Linked DNA regions of Zea mays: regions 1 and 2 are each linked to region 3. A link is a contact called in public Hi-C data. All regions are on one chromosome and are shown on one strand. The core of a region is the stretch at or near the end of the contact, and the rest is flanking DNA. Distances in the headings are between cores, read along the strand shown.

Evidence for each region. A called contact is a pair of places that touch in the nucleus more often than the background predicts.
Region 1: a Hi-C map of leaf shows a contact between it and region 3, with 2.9 times the contacts expected there. The contact joins the promoter of LOC100280533 here to the promoter of LOC100283463 in region 3. A contact is called at or near these places in 2 of 25 Hi-C or Micro-C datasets (leaf and tassel).
Region 2: a Hi-C map of leaf shows a contact between it and region 3, with 5 times the contacts expected there. The contact joins the promoter of LOC100284647 here to the promoter of LOC100283463 in region 3. A contact is called at or near these places in 5 of 25 Hi-C or Micro-C datasets (bundle sheath, ear, leaf and 1 more).

Annotation. Positions count from the first base shown.
Region 1 is chr2:160,905,715-160,908,584 of Zm-B73-REFERENCE-NAM-5.0, reverse strand. It overlaps LOC100280533 (PVR3-like protein), which reads left to right and starts at 1,319. Exons shown (of 1, transcript NM_001153452.3): 1 at 1,319-2,098. The coding sequence starts at 1,376. The coding sequence ends at 1,723.
Region 2 is chr2:160,976,895-160,979,594 of Zm-B73-REFERENCE-NAM-5.0, reverse strand. It overlaps LOC100284647, which reads right to left and starts at 1,396. Exons shown (of 5, transcript NM_001366701.1): 1 at 916-1,396; 2 at 676-809; 3 at 438-551; 4 at 168-345; 5 at 1-87. The coding sequence starts at 1,287.
Region 3 is chr2:160,772,043-160,774,742 of Zm-B73-REFERENCE-NAM-5.0, reverse strand. It overlaps LOC100283463 (NAD-dependent dyhydrogenase, Gfo/Idh/MocA family), which reads left to right and starts at 1,272. Exons shown (of 12, transcript NM_001156364.2): 1 at 1,272-1,513; 2 at 1,738-1,878. The coding sequence starts at 1,370.

The DNA.
Region 1 (2,870 bases), core at 70-2,569, 130 kb before region 3:
AGAGAAAATTTTAGAAGTCCCAATTTACCCTCCTCTTAGGCGTCACATGTTTCCTTCAGAAAGTACTAGGCAAAGAGACATGTGCCGATGTTTGTGGTGCTCGGTAAAGCCTTTGCCGAATGTCTTGTGCACTCGGCAAAGAAGTCATGTTCAATATTTGGGGTAAAGGACAAGCCTGTTGTCGATTCACACCCTTAATTTCTTTGTTAAATTATTAATGACAGGAGTCCTCTGGATGCTCGGTTAGATAATATGTACCTGGAATTTGAATAATGTAGTTATGTTTTTAGTTACTAACCTGAACATTATCTAGACTTATTATACCTAAATTGTCTTACCTACTCTGGAATGGACGGAGCATTAGGCTATCTCCAGTAGCTTAGGCTGACTCCAACAATCTATGTAAACGAAAGTGCAAAACACTGTTTCGTATTGTAGTAGACAGTACTGTTTACGGAATGAAGTTTGAAATAGGGAGTAAGATAAATAGTCTGGTGGAGATGGCTTTACTCATCCTATTTTCTATGTCATCCCCATTTCATCTTATTCACTCTATGTAGAATGCACGTACGTCGTGCTGTGCTCAAGTGCCGTGGCGTCGACCCTGTGTAACCGCTGTTGGCAATTATTAACCATTGAATCAAGGACTTAAGAAAGTCGAGTCCTCAGCGAAACAAACAAGTGTGTTACTAATTATTACTCCCTCCGTTTCTTTTTATTTGTCGCTGAATAGTGTAAAATTACACTATCCAGCGACAAATAAAAAGAAACGGAGGGAGTAATTAACAACTAGCTAGTCACGCATGGTAATGTCGCATCTGTCGTTGTGTCCACTGTGTATAGCTAGTAGCCACTTGCAGCCAGCCTTCTGTCCTTCCAAATCAAATACTTTATCTAAAACCAGGACGACGCCAACGACTATATATATTATCTGAAATCCGCGATCCACACGGCTGGCAAAGTCGAATCAGAACGTGAGAAGATCCTGGGAATTTTCTCGGCCACAAGCTCCCCGCCGTGGGGCCATCCGCCACCGCACTCACAGGCTCTTCTTCCTCCCGTGAACCTGATCGCGAGAGGGCCGGCCGAGTGGTGTGCTGACAGTGGCACGACCCGGGTACAAACCGACACGGGACCTTCACGGGTCGCACCACCCCTGCCTACTGCCTGGCGTCCGCATGCATGCGTGGTTTGCTAGCAGACGCCCGGGGTCTCTTGATATTGCAGATGGCTACACTGTGTTAGCCGCAGCGGCAACACTGCTACTCCCACCCGTCCCCTCCCCGCTATATATACCTATACCCCCCGACAGGAGAGGGAACATAGCGAACAAACATCGAGTACAGTCGGCTAGGTAATCTGGTGGTACGACGACATGGCGGCCACCAGCAGCAAGTCGTCGTCGTCCTCGAGCTCGGCGCAGCGGGCAGCTGCCGCACTGCTCGTGGCCGCCGCCGTGGCGGTGTCCGTCCTGGTGGTGGGCGCGGCGGCGGTGTGCGACATGAGCAACGAGCAGTTCATGTCGTGCCAGCCCGCGGCGGCCAAGACGACGGACCCGCCGGCCGCGCCGTCGCAGGCGTGCTGCGACGCGCTGGCGGGGGCGGACCTCAAGTGCCTGTGCGGCTACAAGAACTCGCCGTGGATGGGCGTCTACAACATCGACCCCAAGCGCGCCATGGAGCTTCCGGCCAAGTGCGGCCTCGCCACGCCGCCCGACTGCTAGCAGTGTGCTAGCCAAGCCAAGCCAAGCAGGAAGGCCCCCGGCATTGCTAGCTGTACGTGTCTGTGTGTGCATCTGCAGCAGGGTGCAGGCAGGGGCCCGTACGTACGTGTCTCTTTCTCTCTCTCATCTTGTCACCGTACCTATCTAGAGTGTGTGTGTTCGTACTAATTAAAATGTTCTTGTCGTCGTCGTCTGTGCATGCATGTACCATGTCGTCGTGCATGTCTATTATGTGTGTGTCGTCGTGTCGATCGGTACGTATAGATGCCTGTTGTTAGCATGTGTGTCATTACCTAGTCGTGTGTAGTGTATGTATGTGCTTGCCGGGCAAAAGTTGCATCTAGCTAAACAGTAGTATTACTTTTGTTTGTCTTCGATCTCAGGTGAATTTGTATCTGCAGGAAGCCAAACACTACTGGATCTCTGCACGTACAACGAAGCGTTATTATTATAGGGACCTGGCGCCGTCTATCGATCTGGCATTCACTGATTCACATGCTATGTTTCATGTTTCATTGCGTGCCGGCCGGCACTCGTTTGGGGTGTTTGTCCCTAAAAGCTGCTTCAGACTACTGAATACCCAAATTTTCAATCCGTTTCTACGACAACCGCTTTAATAAAAATCGTTTAAAATCAATGTAAATATAGAATCCGTGACTTCCTATATTCTAAAGTTAATTTATAGACCTCTTTATCTTCTTCCATACGTAATTAATATACAGAAATTTTATTCACAGTTAAATTTCAAAAATAAGTTCGTTAGAGAAAACCTGAACCAAACAAACTCTTCGTTGCAGCACAGAGAAACACACAAAAACGGCTTGTTTGGAAACCATCTACAGCACACGAATTGTTTTGGAACGGAGAGTAGTGGAATAATTGTGTATCCTTTAACTAAAAATAATTACAGCGTATTGTATACAAATAAAAATACACTATCCCTAATTAATTTGTCATCGGCAATAGCTAATTACAAATAAAATACTCTCGTCCCAAAATATATTTCGTTTTAGACTAAACTTACATTCATTAATTAACCTGTGAATGTAGTTTGTATGTATGTCTATATTTATTACTATTTATTCGAACGTGGACAGAAAAAAGAGGGCTACGCAAATCATGAACTTATCAATAAAATACCCACTCG
Region 2 (2,700 bases), core at 147-2,646, 200 kb before region 3:
CACGTCCAGCGGCACGCTCTCGAGGATCCAACCGATGTACTTGACGTTGTTCACGTGCTGGTTGACGTCCATGTCACTCCACCTGGGCTGAAGGGGGGAACAAGTTTTTCAGTTGAGAGCGGTCCAACCAGACGGGACGAGAGGTGTTCTGGTCTGCTCCTCCTTACTGCTAGCCCTGATCGTATGTGCTCCGCCGTCGAGTCGGTGAGCTTCTCGATCTTGCGGCCGCCGCCAGTGGCGGCGGCGATGATGCTCCTGTCCAGGTAGAAGGGGAGCACCTCCTGCCTGACCTCGTCGGGGATTTTCGACAGCCTCCGGGTCTCCCTGTTCATCATCACCCAGTTGCTGCACAGAAACACATCGATCACTTGCATTACTTCCCCGATCATGCAGCCCTGCAACGTATGTACTGGGAGAGATAGAGAGTTGGGTATTACCTTGTGGCTCTTGCGATCATGTTCTTGGTGTTGCGGTCGCGGATGATCCAGTCCCTGCGCATGCCGTTCTTCCCTGACGACGCGACCCAGGTGTCTATCTCCACGACATCTCCCCTGTCGTCGTTGTTCAAGCAAGGAGGAGCGGCATGTGATGGTGTGAAACACAGTGAATATAACGAAACACGACTGATGATGCACATGCATGCAGTACGTAGTCAGTCAGATACCAATACCGTACCATCTGCTGTACTCGTCGACCTGGATGTTGATTCTTGTGACGACCCAAATGAGCTTCCTGAGACTCATCTGCCGTGTGGCGCCGAAACCGTCTCCGGCGAGCCCAGAGCACATCACATGGTTCAGTGCCGTCTCCTGCACAGATCGATACCAGAGACGACCATGCCAGAAAGTGAGATCGATGCATGGCATAAGTAAACCATGCATGCATGGATTCACAGAAGACTGTTTCCGCACGCACCTGCAGGAGGTTCATGAGGGTCTCCATGGTGGCAGTTCGGTCAGGCCCGATCTCGTAGGATCTGACCACAAACTGCTGCCTGTACACGAGCCTCCCTTCCGCAAACTTACCCAGCCGGAAGGCGACGCCGTCGCCGTCGCCTTCCGGTGGCGGCGGCGCGGGCACTTGCCGGCGGACGTCGGCCACCGCCGCTGCGCCGTTCGGCCTGGCAGCGCCGTTGACGGCTTCCACCGCAACACGCCTGCCATTATTGTCAAGGCTCCTCACACTCAGCCTGCTTCCACCTTTTACCTGCAGCTTGCCATCTGTTGTTGTTGGCGCGCCGAACACGAGCCGGCCGGAGGCGACCCGCGTTGCCGTCTGCGGTGCCATCACCGACGATGGTAGTCATGCAATGCAACTGCACTTTGTTGTGCCAATAAAAGGCTATATATGCATGGAACCATATGTATTCTTCTTCTGGGATGGCTTAGAATGACTTGGAAGGGGAAATGAATTGGTGGCTGCGTGTTACATACAGCAAGGACCAGGAAGAAACAGGGAGGTTTATGTTATTATTATTATTATACGTAATGGTGGATAATAGTAGCTGATCGGTTTGCCCAGACGAATCTGATGGAGAAAGATGGCAGATATAGCTGAACTGCCCTGCCAAACTCTACACCTAAGGTGACTATTGTACATGTTAGATGCACCGAACCTCGTCAAGCGTTTTCTTATAATCTTTCTAGAAATTGCCGGCTATGTTGCGTGTATCGTGCTACATATTTATCATACTATGATCAACACACACACACACAAAACGCTCATCAAGTTCTACTGGGTCAACATGCATGTATGATTCGCTATCCGCTTAAAAATTTAATTCCCCTAAACCGAGTGCGGAAATTGAAAATTAATTTCAGCATTGTGTTCACGATGAAAGCTAAAACTAGATCACAATTGACATATTTATCTCACACTCACTATCGCGAGAATGACCGAAAGATTTTTTTGACCAAAAGAATTTTTTTGAAATGGCTGATAAAATAAGAATGACTGAACAAAACTAGAAATGGTTGAACAAGAATTCAGCAATGGCTAAACAAAAATCGAGGTAACTAACATCAGTTCTAGAATGGCTAAACAAAGCACGAAATGACTCATATTAGTTTTATTGAATGGTTGAAATCGTGCAAACAGGTGGCTCAAGCCGGTGGAAGGCGTGTGCAGGGTACCGAGTCTGCCACGGGTGAACTCCGTCAGTTGGTCGGACCCACAGCTAGGTCAGTCATCCAAATATGCTATCTCTGTCACCTTAGGTGATGCTTCACCCAATCAGCAATAACTGATTATTATTAAACGATCTTTAGTAATAACCGATAATTACTGAATGATCTTCCAGTAATAATCGATTATTACCGAGTATGTGAAGTTTTAGCTAGAGTGACAAACAACGCCGATATATATATATATATATATATATATATATATATATATATATATATATATATATATATATATATATATACTGTTTTTATATATTACACCTGGGTGCATTCAATATAGAGAATGCACCCAGGCCGAATTACGCGCCAGGTCCGAGCCAACCGCCCCACCCAGGCCGTCTTCGTCCCTCCCGCACGCTCCTGACAGAACTTTTTTACTTCCTCGCCCCCGCCCCTCTTTCTCCGTGAACGGCTCCTCCGCGAACGGCTCAACCTCTTCAAATAAGTTGCAATCACACCAGACCAGCAGTTGCAATTATACCAGACAACAGTTGCAATCATTGTTTTGTTTAACAAA
Region 3 (2,700 bases), core at 23-2,522:
TTGCAATTACCAATAAATCGACTCAGATCAGTTTTATATATTTCTAGCTCAAACTCTTCATTGATCGCAAACTGTCTCACAGCTAGCCTAAAGTCACGCATGCTGGGGTACACTGTTCCAATATCCATACAAGGCTTGTCTGGGTCATGCAACATCACTCTCTCATCTAGAATTTCATCATCAACAGGGATGGCTGCATCAATAGTTTCGTTCTCACTATAACTTCTATTCACATCACCCTCTTGCATCTTGAAAGCTTCACCAGCCTTCTCAGCAGCTTCATCCTCAGCAATCAAACCAATCAACTCATACATTCTGTCATCGTCAACAATTTCTATCCTACCTTCCTCATCTTGCCTCTCAACAATTTGAAGTGCGTCCCAGTTAATACCAACCTTTGGGTGACCACTAGGATGTACTACCAATGCTAAGCTAGGCGAAAGCTCATCGTCAAAACTGAAAATAAAAAATAAAAATGTACAATCATACTACTTCATTCGATTTCTATAAAAGTTATTAAATGTAGAATCATACTCGTACATAGAATCATTCCAGCTGTAATCCATCTAGCCAACTGTTGGTGACCAATAATGTGAGATCTCCGCTGCTGCTAACTCAAATCAGAACAAACCTTAAAGTCTAAAGCCTAAATCCTAAAGCCTAAAACCCTAAAACCCATATGCATACCTGGAGCTCGTCGAGGTTAGCTGAGGGGAACCGGCCACCGCCGCTGTAGCTAGCCGAGGGGAACCGGCCGCCGCTGAGGGGAACAAGCCGCCGAGGGGAGCTCGCCGTGGGGAGCCCTTGCGGCGTGGTGGAGCTCGGGCGGCGTGCTGGAGCAAGCCGTGGGGAGCCCGGGCGGCCTGGTGCGTGCTGGAGCTCACCTGGTGATCGCCGTGGGAGAGGAGGAGAGGAGGAGCAGAGAGGAGAGGAGCAGAGAGGAGACAGAAAACGCGAGAGCCAGAGAACGAGCGAGAGAAACAGCGAGAGACAGAGAGGAGCTGTTTTAGTTTAGGGGTAAAATAGTCCAATCAGTTTACTTTGTCAAATAACTCTCTAAATGGCATTTTATCTGTAATCCAGTGTTTGAAAATGGCGTAATAATGAAGCGTTTTCTCATAATGGCATTCGAGCGAATCCGTAGTTTGATAATAGCATAAATCCAATTTTCTCGTCATTGGCCCATCCCTAGGTACGGCCACTACAACAGTGCAGAGCATCTGAAGCGTCCGATTGTCTTTGTCTCCATAGCAGCGTTGGTCTTCGAGGTGAGAAGTCAGCGAAGGCAAATCTGAAGTCTGCTTGATTGCTTGAGTCAGATCTGATCCAGTCTTTCGGCACCGAGAAGGCGAGAACCGAGGAGGAGAACATGGCGGGTGACGGCAACGGCCGCGCGGAGCTTCCCCGGATCGCGGTGATCGGCGCCGGTATCTTTGCGCGCACGCAGTACATCCCAAGGCTCCGCGAGATCGCGCACCTCGTCGTCCTCAAGTCCATCTGGAGTCGCACCCAGGTGTGTGACAATCCCCACCCCATTTCGACATTTCGTCTCATCTGTCGATTTTTGGCACCAAAGACCGGCTCAATCAATCCCTCAGCAGTCGACATGCAGCAATGCAAATCGCTGTAACTGCCGTACTATACTCTGGCAGTCGGCATTCCCTGCTTCGGCGCAGTGCGTGATGCACTGCTGCAAGTGGAATTCTAGTGTCTGACTATTTTTGCACATTCCTTCAGGAATCTGCAAAGGCGGCCGCGGAGCTTGCTCGTGACTTCGCGCCTGATATCGAGTGCAAATGGGGTGATGCGGGGCTGGAGGAGATCATGGGAGATAGTTCAATCATGGGCGTTGCTATTGTTCTCGCTGGGCAAGTCCAGGTCGGTGTTCCCACTCCAAAAAGGTGCCATAGCATGATCCATTACTGTCTAGTTCACTACACAATTACTTGAAGCCAAGCAAGAAACTTTTTTAATGACACTATAAAACTTTACTATTACTGAACACTGTATATCCTCTATCGTTAGATTTTGTCACACCTGGTTTTGGAAAGGTAACCAAGTGCATATTATGTAGGTACCAGGAAAGTTTCACATACACAATCATATAAGTGAATCACATAGTACGATGCTCGAAATATACATAAATGTAACTGTTATATTACAGACTTAAACTTCACCATAACATTTAAACTCATATCATAATTGACATCATAAGTAACTAAATGACAACAAAAAGCGATAGAAACAGTGCATAGACAACTGACTAAAAACAACAGTAACCTAGTACTCATCGTAGTTCTAGAACTTCTGCTGATACTCCTTTGGAACATCACCTCCTAAGCAGTGGTTGCACCAAAATGCAACATTATTGTTGGAAAAGAAAACTAGCATGAGAAATTGTCGCTTTCAACAAGTGCCTTAGGATAAAGTGGATTGTCTATATAATGGACCAGCTGTTATAACAATTGTTATAGCAGTAGCTTTTAGTTGGTCAAGTTTTAATGGACATTAACATCGTGTTTGGTTTGAGGAATGATGTGGCTCATCGTTTTTTCACTCCTCACATTCTTGTTTGGTTTTTGGAATGGAATGAGTTGATCCATCACCATTTCATTCCCCATAAGCTAATAATTAGTAATAATATGAGGAATGAGTTCATTCCACCAAATTTGTGGGATGACTCATGATTGACCACCTCAT